Regions from separate parts of the Bos taurus genome. Here region 2 is linked to region 1. The links are chromatin contacts, called in public Hi-C maps. All regions are on one chromosome and are shown on one strand. The core of a region is the stretch at or near the end of the contact, and the rest is flanking DNA. Distances in the headings are between cores, read along the strand shown.

Region 1 (7,250 bases), core at 3,043-5,542:
TCCATCGAGTCGGTGATGCCATCCAGCCATCTCATCCTCTGTCGTTCCCTTTTCCTCCTGCCCCCAATCCCTCCCAGCATCAGAGTCTTTTCCAATGAGTCGACTCTTCGCATGAGGTGGCCAAAGTACTGGAGTTTCAGCTTTAGCATCATTCCTTCCTGTAGAACTCTCTAAACTATAACTAGCCAAACAACTCTTCTTAGAGATCTTATCTAATTGGTCTAAGGGTGAAACCTGCACAATAGGAACTTGTAAAAGTTTCTGAAGCTTTTAAATTCTAACATACAGGCTGGGCTGATAATTTCTTCCTTCAAGTCAGATGCTTTTGAGATTATATACGTTTTTTAATAGTTGAGAAATATTAGGTATACTGTTTAATAGTAAACAACTCATGTCTTATAACCATCATAATTATGAATGCCAAGAAACTCGACTTTTAAAGCAATAGTGGACAATGCTACAACCACGGTGTTTAAGAAAAATTCTTTCCTAAAGCTATCATCATTTAGGATGTCATTAAATAATGTACAACTTGCATTTGATTCTTACACACTGACTCACACAGCCTTATTTGAAGTGAATACCACAGTGAGATCCAGAATGCTGAATAAGTGTAAAACAGTAGCTATAAAATTTTTACAAGACATCACAGTAATATATCTTTAATGCACCATAATCCTCTCAAGGAACGTCTACCAACTAAGGAAAAAAAATATCTAAGATATCATTTCCTTGGAATACTCTTTTCTTGACTGAGAGTGAACTCTGCTAATTCCAGGACTGACTCTGAAGCATACTACTGGGATGGCATAACTGCTCTTGACCTTCTGGCTGATGCAGTAGTAGAATGTGATACTCCGTCAGGCCACGGCAGAGATGAGAACCGTGTTTCATGGGAGACTGCGTAGAGAAGAAAGGACCTCGTTTATTTCTGGGCCCTGCTGTTGTTGTTGTTGTGTCTGGCTCTGTGCAACCCTAGGGACTGTAGCACACAAGGCTTCCCTGCCCTTCACCATCTCCTGGAGTTTATTCAGATTCATGTCCATTGAGTCCGCGATGCCGTCTAAACCATCTCATCCTCTACCGGCCCCTTCTCATTTTGCCCTCCATCTTCCCCAGCGTCAGGGTCTTTTCCAATGAATTACCTCTTTGTATCAGGTGGCCAAACTATTGGAACTTCAGCTTCAGCATCGGCCCTTCCAATGAATATTCAGGGTTGATTTCCTTTAGGATTGACTGGTTTGATCTCCTTGCTGTCCAAGGGACTCTCAAGAGTCTTCTCCAGCACCACAGTTCAAAAGCATCAATTCTTCGGTGCTCAGATCTCTTTATGGTCTGGCTCTCACATCCGTACATGACTACTGGAAAAATAATAGTTTTGATTATGTGGACCCTTGTCGGCAAAGTGATGTCTGTGTTTTTTAATACATTGTCTAGGTTTGGCATAGCTTTCCTTCCAGGAAGCAAGTGTCTTTAATTTCATGGCTGCAGTCACCGTCAGCAGTGATTTAGAAACCCAGGAAAATAAAATCTGTCACTGTTTCCATTTTTTCTGGACCCTACCAATTGCTTGCTTTATAATATTGTACAAATTACCAAACTCATCAAATCTCTTGTTCCCTAATATGCAAACCTAGGGTAATAACACCAACTTCAGCTTTTGCCGATAGAATAGCAGTTACTGTTGTTCACAGTGGTTTCTTCTTAACTGCTTTTAGCTCATGGCAGTAAGTCAAAAGATGATGTTTTCCGGAATAGTCAAGCAGCATAGCACCATTAACCCCTGCCAGCCCACTTCATCCAGCCTCTAGGAGCTAAGGTCCGTGTCTAAATAATATCTTAGCTTCTTTGGGGTTCCTTAGAGTCAATCAGTAACTGGGGTTTTTTAATTCACAGTACTCTTTTTTCCTCTTCTTGAGTGTAGAGAGAATCATGGGTCCTTGAACGAAGGCCAGGCTGTTGATAAGAGAGGTAAGTCTCCGATGATCAAAGTGACCTTGTGGGTTTGGGACAGGAGAGCTGTGTCCATGTCTCTGCCATAGAAACTATGGAACAGAAGAGTGAGAAGGAGGTCTTCAAGTAGGAAATTTGGGAGACTGTGGATCTGTTCCCTAAAGCCCACAGCTTCTGGTTTAATTTCACCCAGCCCCTAATGTCCCAGATTCCATCCAGCACGCCTTTGATTGCAACCCACCCTGGATCAGAGGGTGGCGGCCACATCCCAAGGGTCTTGCTTATGTTCCATTTGCATTTTAAACTCTTTCTACCCTTGTGGGTCAGCTGGTAAAGAATCCGCCTGCAATGAGGGAGACCTGGGTTCCATCCCTGGGTTGGGAAGCTCCCCCTGGAGAAGGGAAAGGCTACCCACTCCAGTATTCTGGGCTGAGAATTCCATGGACTGTATAGTCCATGGGGTCACAAAGAGTGGGAGACGACTGAGAGACTTCACTTTCACTTTCTACCACCCACACTAGTGAAGCTCAATCATGCTTTTCATTTTTGTGAAATAGAAATGTGATACGGCCAGAAATTCCCCTTAATAGTGTATTTTACTGCCCTGCAGACGTGTCATGGGAAACCCATACCTTTCCTCAGTTTTCATTTTGCTAATATAAAATGGGCTGATATACTTAATGCAAAGAGGAGCTAGACTCAGATGAAATTTTTCAGGCCTTGGTAAACCATTGTTAATCCCTCCACTTTTAAAAACCTTTTTATTCGCGCATAGTTGATTTACAAACTTGTGTTGGTTTCCAGTGTACAGCAAAGCGAATCAGTTACACATGTACATATTTGTACACCCACTCTTTTTTAGATTATTTTCCCCTATAGATCATTACAGAGTGCTGAGTAATGTTCCCTGTGCTATACAGTAGGTCTTTATCAGTTACTGATTTTATATACAGCAGTGTGTGTGTGTCGCATTTGCTCCTTAAGGCAAGGAAAGATGCTTTTGATGGGAGTAGGTCATCACCAGTGGCGAGCCCCGCTGTCGCTCAGATGGGGTGATCCCTGGGCTACTCCCTCCCCATTTGTCAGCTGGGTCACCTTGGGTCACTCACTTAACCTCTCTGAGTTTGCTTTCTCATCATTAAGTGGGATCTAATAACACCCTCCGCATGGAGTTTTGTACGGATTAAAGGATACGGTGTAAATGGACTCGCTGGCACAGCCCTGGCGATTATCATCCAAATGTAAGGCAGCCTCTGTTTGCAACTTGAGAGCGAATATCAAGAAGGACCCGCAATTTGCTGTCGAAAGCTAGTTGAATCTCTTGAAAGATAAGAAAACATGTAAACAAAGTAGGAGCTAACAATGGAACACATCCCTGTCCTGGGAAACAATTCCTTCAGAGCCTGTTGTTGGGCAGTGGGCGCCGTTATTATCCCACGGTCCACAGGCATCACTGCCCAGGCCAGGGGCTGCGAGGCTGGCCCCACCCTGACCTCAGGTCACCCGCCAGCCAAGAAGCAGCATGGGGACACGCCCTCAGCCCACCCCATGTTTCAGGCCAGGGGCTGTGAGGCTGGCCCCACCCTGACCTCAGGTCACCCGCCAGCCAAGAAGCAGCATGGGGACACGCCCTCAGCCCACCCCATGTTTCAGGCCAGGGACCTCAGGTTACCCGCCAGGCCAAGAAGCAGCATGGGGACACGCCCTCAGCCCACCCCATGTTTCATTTCGTTCGTCTGCACCCTGATTTCTGTTAGAACCAGTGTTTGACTCCTGGATCTGGGGCCGAGTGCTAACTTGCAATAAATAGACTAGAAAGGGGGAACTTTGCAGCCAAGCCAAGGCAAACACCACTCTGAAAACCTATCCTGAGTTGCCCTGAGGTGTTTCCAAAAGCAAAGCAAACATTAGCTCTGAACAGCATGCTCTAATTCTCCGCCTGGGGTTAGGGGGAAGGGGACCAGCAGGGGAAGACAGGTACACTCTGTTTGTGGCTGGGCTCAGCACTGCCCACGGGTCACTCCAAAGACCCTCCAGATTCTCCTCCTGGGCCTCTGATTTTGTGAGAATGTCACTAGACCTCAGGAGAGAACCCTCGCTTTTCAAGTGATGGGTCACCTAGGAAGCAATGAATCACTTTTGGCTTTGCCCAGCTGGCTCTATGAGCTGTAATAAGTCTCTTGTTTATCTTCAGCCCTGCTAGAACATCTAGAATCAGTATGTATCATCCATGTGTCTGGATCCATGACTCTCAACTTTACCACGCATAAGAATCACCAGGACAGGAGCCAGCGCTGACATCAGCGCTCAGTTCCCCACTCACCTCCTAAAATTCTGAATCAGCAGGTCTGGGTCAGGGGTCTGGAATTTCCCTTTTAAAAAGCGACTCTGCAGGCTCTGAAACAGGCAGGCCTAAGGCCCACCTTTAGAAACTCTAAACACGTCCCATAAAACAATTAATGTCTAATCCCCCATCCTGTTGTGTTAACATCCCAAACTGACTCAACTCCTAAGAAGTAATTCTCCATGGCAACCCAGGCTCATAAAGCAAAATGGCTCCACGCGTCCAAGTTCTAAGTGAAAACTGATAGAGCCTTCTGGGGTCCTGGGTGGTGCCAGGGGACTGAAGCACAGATGAGTCATGGTCTTAACCTTCAGAAAGCCCAAAGTCTAGCTGGGTAGATGGCTCGTCAGCAAAACACCAGTGAACTAGAGAGGCCATGAGCAGCTCAGGGAAGGAGCGACTTCCGGCATCCTCCGGAACCGGAAACAAAGGGTATGGGAGGGACTGAGACAGCTCGGGAAGCCAGCAGGGAATCCCGTTCGATGCAGTACGCCTGCGCTGAGGCTCCACCACCTGAGGGACAGAAGCTGTAAGAGGAGGAGGGGGGTGGGTCCTGCCAGGGGCAGGAGGGAGTGGGGAGAAACAGGAGAGCAGCCTGACCAGGGTCGGGTGGGCTAAGAGCAGAGAAGGGTGAGGCCTGGGGGATGGGGGTGACTGGCAACCGCATCAACAGTAGGGAGATGCAGGTCCATCAGAGGGTGAGGAGACAGGTTGAAAATCCGGGTGCGGGAGTTTAGACTTGGTTAAACAGGTTAGGGCTTCTCAAGTGGCTCAGTGATGAAGAATCCACCTGCCAATGCAGGAGACTCAGGTTCGATCCCTGGATCAGAAAGAGGCTCCCCCCTGCAGAAGGAAATGACAACCCACTCCAGTATTCTTGCCTGGAAAAATCCCATGGACAGAGGAGCCTGGCGGGCTACAGTCCATGGGGGTCACAAAGTGTTGGACACAATCTAGCAACTAAACAACAAAAGCAACCAACAAGTAAAAGATGAATGGATTTCTTAGAGCATAATACGAGAAGAAGGGCTTCTTCTGGAACAGAAAGGAAAGCTGCTGGGATAGGCAGGGTCAGAGAGCCAGTGGGCGGCAAGGCTGGGACTATCTATGGGTTAACTCTGTGGGATCCCAGGGGTCAAGATCCATGGATTTCAGTGTCTGTGGAGGATGGGGGTGGACTGGCTTGAACAGTGAGCTCAGGAAAGACAGTATGGAGCGCCATTCAGTGGAACAAGCGTTGCTCTCAAATTCATGTCCTCCCTAGGTTCTCAAAATGTGACCTTATCTGGAAAGAGGGCCACTGCAGACATAACCAGTTGCGCTAAGGTGAGGTCACACTAAGTAAAGTGGACTTTTCATCCATTCTGACTGGTGTCAGCGGAGCAAAGACTTCTCAGCGGAGCAAAGACACAGAGACTGGCATGCAGGCCACCAGCAGAAGCTGGAGAGACGCATGGACAGACTCTCCTTCAGAAGCCACAGGAGCACCTGGATTTTGGACTTACAGCCTCCCGAATGGTGAGAGGATACATTTCTGTTGTTGTCAGCCACCCCGCTTGTGCTTGTCAGACAGCTCTGAGAAACAAATACAGGGGCTTTGGGGAAGAAAAGAAGCTGAAGACAGGTCTCTAGGGAGTGAAAGATGGCCAGGTGAGGGCCCAGGGTCAGCTGCGACCAGGCTGGAGCCCTGGGGAGCCTGGAGTCACTGCCTCTCCCTGCCTCAGCATCCCTGGAAGACAAGGGGCTATGTTTTCAGAGGAGGAAGTGAGCAGGCCCAGTAGCCACCCTGCTCTGCACTCCGACATTATCTTCTGATGCCCTCTTCCATGTGCCTCCTAAACGGTTATCACTGTGGCCACGTGCTTAGACAAGATTTCTGAGCCACCTCCAGAAATTAAAGGCTTTTTCTGGTCATTAAGTGTGTACCAAATAATTGTTAAGAGCGGGCCTTGTTTTCCCATGTAGGCACTGCATCATTTCAAAGAGAAAACACAATGGCCCCCTTTTCCTCACAAGATTATAGTCCTGGACTTCCCCTATAAAATCAAAATTGGAGAAGACTGAAGGCAGAATGGCCCCATTCACACGAAAACTCTACGGCCGAGTTCCCCATGAGTTGAGGGCTTCGCGGGCCTCCCCAAACCAGTGTGTTATGTCGCTTACTTCTCGAGGCTTGCCATCCTCGGGGTCATCTCTCTTGCCCTCCCTTTGTAAAATTTCCTGCAAGCAGCCCTGATTCTGTTAGATCAGGGTGGCTTACATGCCCGGAGACGGTGCAAAGTGGGGGTGGGGGAAGTGCCTTATCCAGGAGGATGGACTGCAAAAAGACACCTTTGTCTGGATGGCTGACTTGCGAAAAAGTGTCCCTGCTGAGTGAGCCACATAGAGGAAAATGACCTCCTGGAGCAGAAACGAGTCTTAGCTGCCTGGGCCCTGGTTGGATTTCAGCTCTCCCAAGGCTCGTGTTTGCACAGGACTGACGCTGCCCAGACAGACACCGCCAGCCAGATCCCGGGGCAGGACCCAGGCTCATTATATCATCTCTTTATGAAGCTAAAAGACCCTGCTGGGGGCAGCTCTCATCTTTCAGAGGCTGCCGGACACTTACAGCCGCTTCCTGTGTGTGCATCTTTCCCTGGGTGGTTGGGAGGAAGGCTTTGCTCTCTGTCTTATCCATTTTCACATTTCCATCACCAAAAACAGCACCCAGTCATCACACATCCTCCCAAGGTGTCTGTTGAACACAAGTGCCACGTATCCGATTCAAGATAGATAGCATCACCGACTCGATGGACACAGACTTGAGCAAACTCTGGGAGATAGTGGAGGACAAGGAGGCCTGGCGTGCTGCAGTCCATGGGGTCGTAAAGAGTTGGATAACGACTGAGCGCCTGAACATCCAGTTCAAGACTGGAAACCTCTTCTCTTGCTCAATGAACCTGCTGCCAGGAGA
Region 2 (7,250 bases), core at 1,248-3,747, 400 kb before region 1:
CATGCGCTGCAGAATGCCAGGCCTCCCTGTCCATCACCAACTCCCAGAGTTTACCCAAACTCATGTCCACTGAGTCAGTGATGCCATCCAACCATCTCATCCTCTGTTGTCCCCTTCTCCTCCTGCCTTCAATCTTTCCCAGAATCGGGGTCTTTTCAAATGAGTGAGATCTTCGCATCAGGTGGCCAAAGTACTGGAGTTTGAGCTTTAGCATCAGTCCTTCCAATGAACACTCACGATTGATCTCTTTTAGTATGGATTGGTTGGATCTCCTTGCAGGCCAAGGGACTCTCAAGAGTCTTCTCCAACACCACCTTTCAAAAGCATAAATTCTTTAGCGCTCAGCTTTCTTTATAATCCAACTCTCACATCTTTACATGACCACTGGAAAAACCATAGCCTTGACCAGACGGACCTTTGTTGGCAAAATAATATCTCTGCTTTTTAATAAGCTGTCTAGGTTGGTCATAACTTTCCTTCCAAGGAGCAAGCGTCTTTTAATTTCATAGCTGCAGTCACCATCTGCAGTGATTTTGGAGCCCAAAAAAATAAAGTCTGCCACTGTTTCCACTGTTTCCCCATTTATTTGCCATGAAGTGGCAGGACCAGATGCCATGATCTTAGTTTTCTGAATGTTGAGCTTTAAGCCAACTTTTTCACGCTCCTCTTTCACTTTCATCAAGAGGCTTTTTAGTTCTTCACTTTCTTTCATAAGGATGGTGTCATCTGCATATCTGAGGTTATTGATATTTCTCCCAGCAATCTTGATTCCAGCTTGTACTTCCTCCAGCCCAGCGTTTCTCATGATGTACTCTGCATATAAGTTAAATAAACAGGGTGACAATATACAGCCTTGACATACTCCTTTTCCTATTTGGAACCAGTCTGTTGTTCCATGTTCAATCCTAACTGTTGCTTCCTGATCTGCATGCAGATTTCTCAAGAGACAGGTCAGGTGGTCTGGGATTCTATTACAGACATGTATTATTTTTATAATGAGCAAAACCAGTTATTAAAGATTTTAAAAAACCAAATCACTGTATGTCATTGGACTTTGAAGGCATCCCATAAGAGGTCAAAACTTGAATGTTAAAAGGCCAAGGACTTGGGGCTTCCCTGGTGGTTCAGTGGTAAAGAATCAGCCTGCCAATGCAGGAGACTCAGTTCGATCCCTGATCCAGGGAAGATCCCACATGCTGCACAGCAACTGAGCCCGGGCCCACAGCTATGGAATCTGTGGTCTGGAGCCCAGGAGCCACAAGTACTGAGCCCACGGGCCACACCTGCTGAAGTCTGAGCTCTAGAGCCTATCCTCCACAACAGGAGGAGCCGCCACAATGAGAAACCCAGCAGCGCAAGTAGAGTGTGGCGTGCCCGATCGTCCCAGCTTGAGAGAAGCCCCCACAGCAACAAAGACGCAGCACGGACAGAAGTAAATAAAAGAAAATTATTTTTAAAAGTGTTGTTACAATATCATTAATCAGTTCAGTTCAGCTCAGTCGCTCAGTCGTGTCTGACTCTCTGTGACCCCCCTGGACTGCAGCACGCCAGGCCTCCCTGTCCATCACCAACTCCTGGAGTCCACCCAAACTCATGTCCATCAAGTCGTTGATGCCATCCAACCATCTCATCCTCTGTCATCCCCTTCTCCTCCCGCCTTCAATTTCTCCCAGCAGTAATGATTAATATTTTTAATAAGAAAGGGCAAGTACTCTTGTGTAGGAGTTGATAGTTTGTTTGATATTTGACACCCGCATTAGTTATTCAAAAAGGATTTGAGTTTGTTAGTAAATGCCTCTACTCTGGCTGCTGCTTGTTGGTTTAAGCCCCCAGCTCAGCACGTGTGCATCTCTGGGCCTCAGCAATCCTCTCGCTCAATGACTGGAAGATGTTCCTGGTGGTCGTTCCTCATTCTAGAGCCCCCCCCCACCGACCCCTGCCGGGACCTAGCAGTTTCTTGACCGTCAAACTGTTTTGAACCATTAGTCAAAGGAGACCACATGTGTGCGGGCATCTATGTAGTGAATGCTTGCAAACAGATCACTTCCTCTCCGGAGGAGTGGCTACAGCCCAAGGGTCAAGCACCACTGGGGCGCCCCAGGGTCCAAGGCCACCACAGCCTCCCAGCACTGGTGGTGACCAGGAGTTAGCCAGGATACACCTTTCCTGCACGGGGTCGGGGGGAGGGAGGCACCAGTGTGTTCGTGAGCGATGCCGACTTTACAGAAAAGCCACAGTGCTTTCCCTGGCAGGACCTAAAGTCCGGTTGGTCCAGAAGTTCACCCTCTTGTTTCCATTTCTCTGGGCTCTGCTGCTATTTTCAATCTCTGCCAAGGAAACGGCAGAAAGAAGGCACACTCCCCCTCTCTGTGCCGTGGAGTCACAGGGGTTAGTGTTGAGAGGGGCAGCTGGTTGATTTGGACAGGGTGGGACAGAACTGTCGCCCATCCCCCACCCCCTCGCCACCCACTGCCTCCCTGGAGCAATCGAGGGGGCTTGGGACTGTGCACCGCTCTCTGCACAGGGCAGCAGCCGAGGAGGACCTGACCTGTCCTCTCATCCTGGGACATCGCCACTTGGGGCTGGGGAGCATGGGGTTCTTTCTGAGACAAGCAAGCTGGGGTTACTTCTGGGCCTTCCTCACGGCTCAGAGCTAGTGTCATGATGGCACCCCGAGTGTGGGAAGCAGGCCAAGCCTCAGCAGGCATCCTGCCAGAGGGTGTGGGGCTCCTTCTCCTCGGGGGCTCAAGATGTAAGCATAACCAGAAGTGACAACTGGGTTTCTTATTAAAGAAACTGGGCAAAAACATCACCGTGTTGTTGGTGTGTGCAGCTTCCGTGGTGTGGAGTTGTAGGGTGGATCACGTGTGCTTAAAAGATGGTGTAACATTCCATTTTGATTTTAAGCCTAGATTATTTGTGGTTGACACATTTCCCTGTCCCCCCTCACTGCAAACAGGCATTTTTTTTAAATTACTTTTTTATTTTGACTGTGATGGGGCTTCCTTGTAGCACTAGGGTGTCTCTTTAAATGCAGAGATCAGGCTTAGTTGCCCCCCCTTCCAGCCCCCACATATGGGATTTTAGTTCCCTGACTAGGGCTCGAACCCACATCCCCTGCATTGGAAGGCAGATTCTTAACCACTGGACCACCAGAGAAGTCCCAGGTATTGTCGATAAAGATAGTGTCAATACTTGTGAAATATGTCAAAAAGCTGTATTGCCCTTCCACCTGGGGCATTCCGTTTTCGACGCTGGGTGCTTTATGAAGAAACTTGGACTAAGTCAGGTCACGTGGTGTTACCCCCTCCTCTCGCAGACTGCTTCATTCTGCAAACACCTGAGTGCTTCCGAGTCCTTGCTCTGCAAGTTTCTGAAAAACAAGAAGATGGTTTCTCATCTTGCTCGCGTGCTTTGTAGTAGTGCCTTTCCATGTCCGGATCTCATCGGAGTCTCACATGGCCCTGCCAGTCGGGGGAGGGCACGGAGGGGGTCCTTGCCCCTCTGAGGAGCAAACTGGATTGTGGAGCAGTGAAGGGTCTCATGTGTTTTTTTGAGTTAATTAGAATTCTCCAATTAAAAGGAAAAAAAAAAACAACTTTGGTTTTGGCATAGTTATTTGTCATGGAATCTTCCCTCCCTGCACCTTTAATCCTAGTTCTGAATCGAATGTACACACAGGAGAGGGAAACGTCTAGTGCCCCTCTAAAATACAGCTTAAAAAATAATTTTGAGAGGTCCACATTCGAGAGGAGCTCGGAATTCCAGGTGCACGCTGAATAGCTTTTGACATGTGGTTGATGCGGTGTTGAGGCGGCCGTTTTACAATATGGCAACAGCCAAAGAGCAGCTGGCAGATTAAAGCCAACCTTTAAAAGCTTTTATAGCTGGGGAGGTTTTTAAGGGTCTTTCATAGACCCCTTTCTCTCCTTTCTTTCTTCCTTTGCCCTTCACCTCCAACTGGAAAAATTTTTTTGTTAGTTTTAACCGACTTCCTGTTATCAAACCTAATACCTACGGCAAAGGCAACATGACGAGTCTGACATTGAAATGCAAAAGGAATAATACGTGGGATGTTTTCCTGAGCTGCCTTCATTTTTTTTTTGGCGGTGGGTGGGTGGTTGGGGTGGGGAGAGGCTTTTCAGCTACTGGATGTGCTGTATTTTTACTTGAATCTTGTTTCCACAAGCCAGTTTCCAAGTGACTCCGGGGCGAATTCTTCTGCTCACAGTCAAGGCAGAGACTTGATAACATGCTGGGGGAAATGCAGATGGGCACCAGTGTGGTCGCTCTCCACTTTGAGCTGGTGTGGTCCCCGCATTTGCCCTGTGGTCCCCGCGTTTGCCCTGCGGTGCGGCTCTGGCTGCCTTACTGGGAGGGGGCAAGGGTGGCGGGTTGGAGGGGGCACCTTTTCCGCAGTGTCCTAGCGGGGACAGGACCCTGTTGAGAGATGGAGAGAGAGGGGGTAGTTTTATTTCCTCAAGACTATTTATATCCAGCGCTCGTGCAGTTGGGCAGATTTGTGGATGGGAAACAGGCTCTCGTGGAAGAAAAAGTCCTCCCGGACCAAATGCTTTCTGCCTTCTGCAGCAGCTCCCTAATAGCTGCCATGTGTGAGCGGGTATGGGGGACGGCCTTCCTCTCCTGGGGAAGTCGATTGAAGCTGTCTCTCAGAAGGCTTGCAACGTTCTGCAAAGAACAGATTTCTGTCTCCCAAGTCTGTAAAAATAACGTCCCAGGGCATGAGTACCATCTCCCACACGATCAAAGGGCCCCCCTGGTGGTCAGATGAGGGGCCAGAGGCCAGGACTGAGGTAGGCACCGTGGTTGCAGCAGCACTGTCAGAGCCTGGCTCTCCCGGCCACCGAAGCTGCCAGGCGGTGCAGGAATGCAGGGCTCGGGGGCCCGAATCCCGTTTTTGATGAATGTTCTAGTTCAGTTTTCCGGGATGTGAATTATGGCTGGGGAATGGCATTTTGTTTTCCATTCATGCTGATAATCTGGGAATGTTGCTCGGAGGATTGTGCCGTCTGGAGAAAATGTTTCTAAGTGTTTCTGAAGTTTCAAGGCCGCCAGGCGGTTGTGGACCCGGCTGGCCTGTTTGAGCCTCTGTTTCCACTGCGTTCGCGGGAAGGGCCACGACACCCCGGGTTCTGGGTGATGGTGTTCCCCTGGGCGCGTCTCAGCGGGGGAGGCTGGGTCAGTCCTGGGTGCCTTTTCTCAGGCTTCTTCACCAAAGCCAACCAGGTCACCAACAGGAAAGCTTGGCCAAGGGTCAGTCTGTCTGTCCATCAGTCTCTTTCTCTTGGAGATGAGAAGAGAATGCTGTTCTCTTTGTTGATGGCGTTCCCGTCTCTGCCCCTCAGTGGTTGCCTATGAGTAAAATGCATCTTGTCCAGGCACCGCTGGGCTACCTACAGCCTTCCGGGTCCTGTATGTTCCTCAGACGTTCAGTTCTGCGTGGTCCCTTTGCTTGCTTTGTGAGTATGTTTGTCTCTTAAAATGTTTTCAGGCTTTGTTTTGATAATGATATATTTAATGATATAAGCAGTGGGAGAAATACCAGTGTGTAGATTATAATTTTGTTCTTAATTGTTGGAGATACTATCCCTTATAGACAATTCTAGGGAATTGACCCCTCACACATGGCCGCTATGAACTTGGTTTTAAATGGCAGTAATTCTGAGCCTTTATACTACTTGTTTTACTTGATGTTTTTTAGGGGCATTCAAGTCTTTCAGTTTTAGCATATGAATTGCTTTCACTAAAACTTTAAAAGAAAATGCTGCTGAATTAGGATCTTCCTTGGTGGAGAGGTCTTTTTCCCACTTATTCCCGAGGATGAGTGAAGACTTAGGTTATAATACATAAGCATTTATGCTATGTATATAATGCTGCTAAAAATGAGATGGGCTTTCCCACTGATACATGAAGCTTCACAACATTATTTTGGGCTGTCTCCTCTGTTGAAGTATGGAGAGAGAGGGGTGATTGGCAAAGAGAAGGACTGCGTTAGTCAGCTCCTGCACCTCCACGATAAGTTCCCCAATAAGATCTCTTTCAAAGTGAAATGCCACCGTCACCAGCATTGCCCAGTATGGAACTGGCAACACCTTGCTGGGCTATTAGTCAGTATCACTAACCACGAGTCTTTTCTGAACCCTGAACTGTAAAAATGTTAGTTTAAATCGACTTGGCTTCCAGGAGCAAAACAAAAGTTTAAAAAATTAAAAATGAAGGTTTTTTTTAAGAATACTTGTAAAGGTTTGCTTTTCTTTGTCGTAGGAAAGTATTTGACAAATTGTCTTCTTGTCTGAGGAAAAATGAATCCCACATATAGCAGTTATTAGGGAGTAACTGAGTGATGGCACCAGTCATTCCCCTTCCTGTTGTTAATCTCAATAAATACGGAAATACATCTTTTAAAAGAAAACATCAAATTGTGGTTTCATAAATTTAAAAACGATGGTTCATTTTTTCTGTGGGTGGGGGAGTGGGGAATGTCCAGGCTCTCTCTGCCTAGAATGGCCTAGATTATTACTCTAGATTGTGGGCTTCCATAGACAACTTGAAATACATGAGTTTTTCTGTGGCTTTTCAGCCCATAAAATGCTGTAAGGGTTAAAGGTCCGTACTTTTGAAGATTCTCCTCTCTGCATGTATTTTCCCTTCATGCGGGTGGAATTAGTTTTGTGTCTCAAGATTGGCCTAGTGAGTTTGTCACAAAAGATGGATTTTTTTTTTTTTTTAAGATGACTTTTTAAAGGACTCTGAGTCCTCATTACCAAACCCTCTCTCTGCTGTCTGGGGAGGGTAGATGAAATGACCTTTCACATCCTTTCCAGGGCTCTGTAGTATTTATGCTGGACCCAGCAAAGCAACGATGAGAAAAATTTAAAAAAAAAAAAAAAAAAAAATTTTTTTTTAACTTTTAAAACAGTTCCTTTGAAAGCATTCTTTGGTAAGAATTTGTGATTATTCACAAAGTTGGTTTAAAAAAAAAGAATTTGTGATTAGTACCATTTCATCTTTATACTGGAGCAGTTTGAAGTCATTGATAGATACTTTTCAGTTACTTTAAGCATAATGAAAGCGTGTTTTGCTTTCTGCTTTATTTCATCTCAGGCTCTTTCTCTAATTACTTTTCCTGTTAGTTTAAGAATTAACAGTGCAATATGTAGGAGCCTCAGGTTTACAAACAAGTTGTGTTTTCAAAGTCTGTGTGCCAAACTGCCTGTTTTCAAACACAG

What was found. A called contact is a pair of places that touch in the nucleus more often than the background predicts.
Region 2: a Hi-C map of liver shows a contact between it and region 1, with 3 times the contacts expected there. The contact joins two enhancer-like sites. A contact is called at or near these places in 2 of 11 Hi-C or Micro-C datasets (liver and skeletal muscle).

The regions. Positions count from the first base shown.
Region 1 is chr1:148,777,098-148,784,347 of ARS-UCD2.0, reverse strand. No RefSeq gene overlaps it. Among named protein-coding and RNA genes, the nearest start is that of CLDN14, 24 kb to the right of the region's middle. Within about 2 kb of position 4,292, at least 7 of the 102 cell types and tissues checked have an H3K27ac peak or open chromatin away from gene starts, as enhancers often do. A contact at or near this core is called in liver, where this site is marked.
Region 2 is chr1:149,179,773-149,187,022 of ARS-UCD2.0, reverse strand. The region is part of intron 5 of HLCS (holocarboxylase synthetase); the gene reads left to right. Among named protein-coding and RNA genes, the nearest start is that of HLCS, 59 kb to the left of the region's middle. Within about 2 kb of position 2,497, at least 1 of the 102 cell types and tissues checked has an H3K27ac peak or open chromatin away from gene starts, as enhancers often do. A contact at or near this core is called in liver, where this site is marked.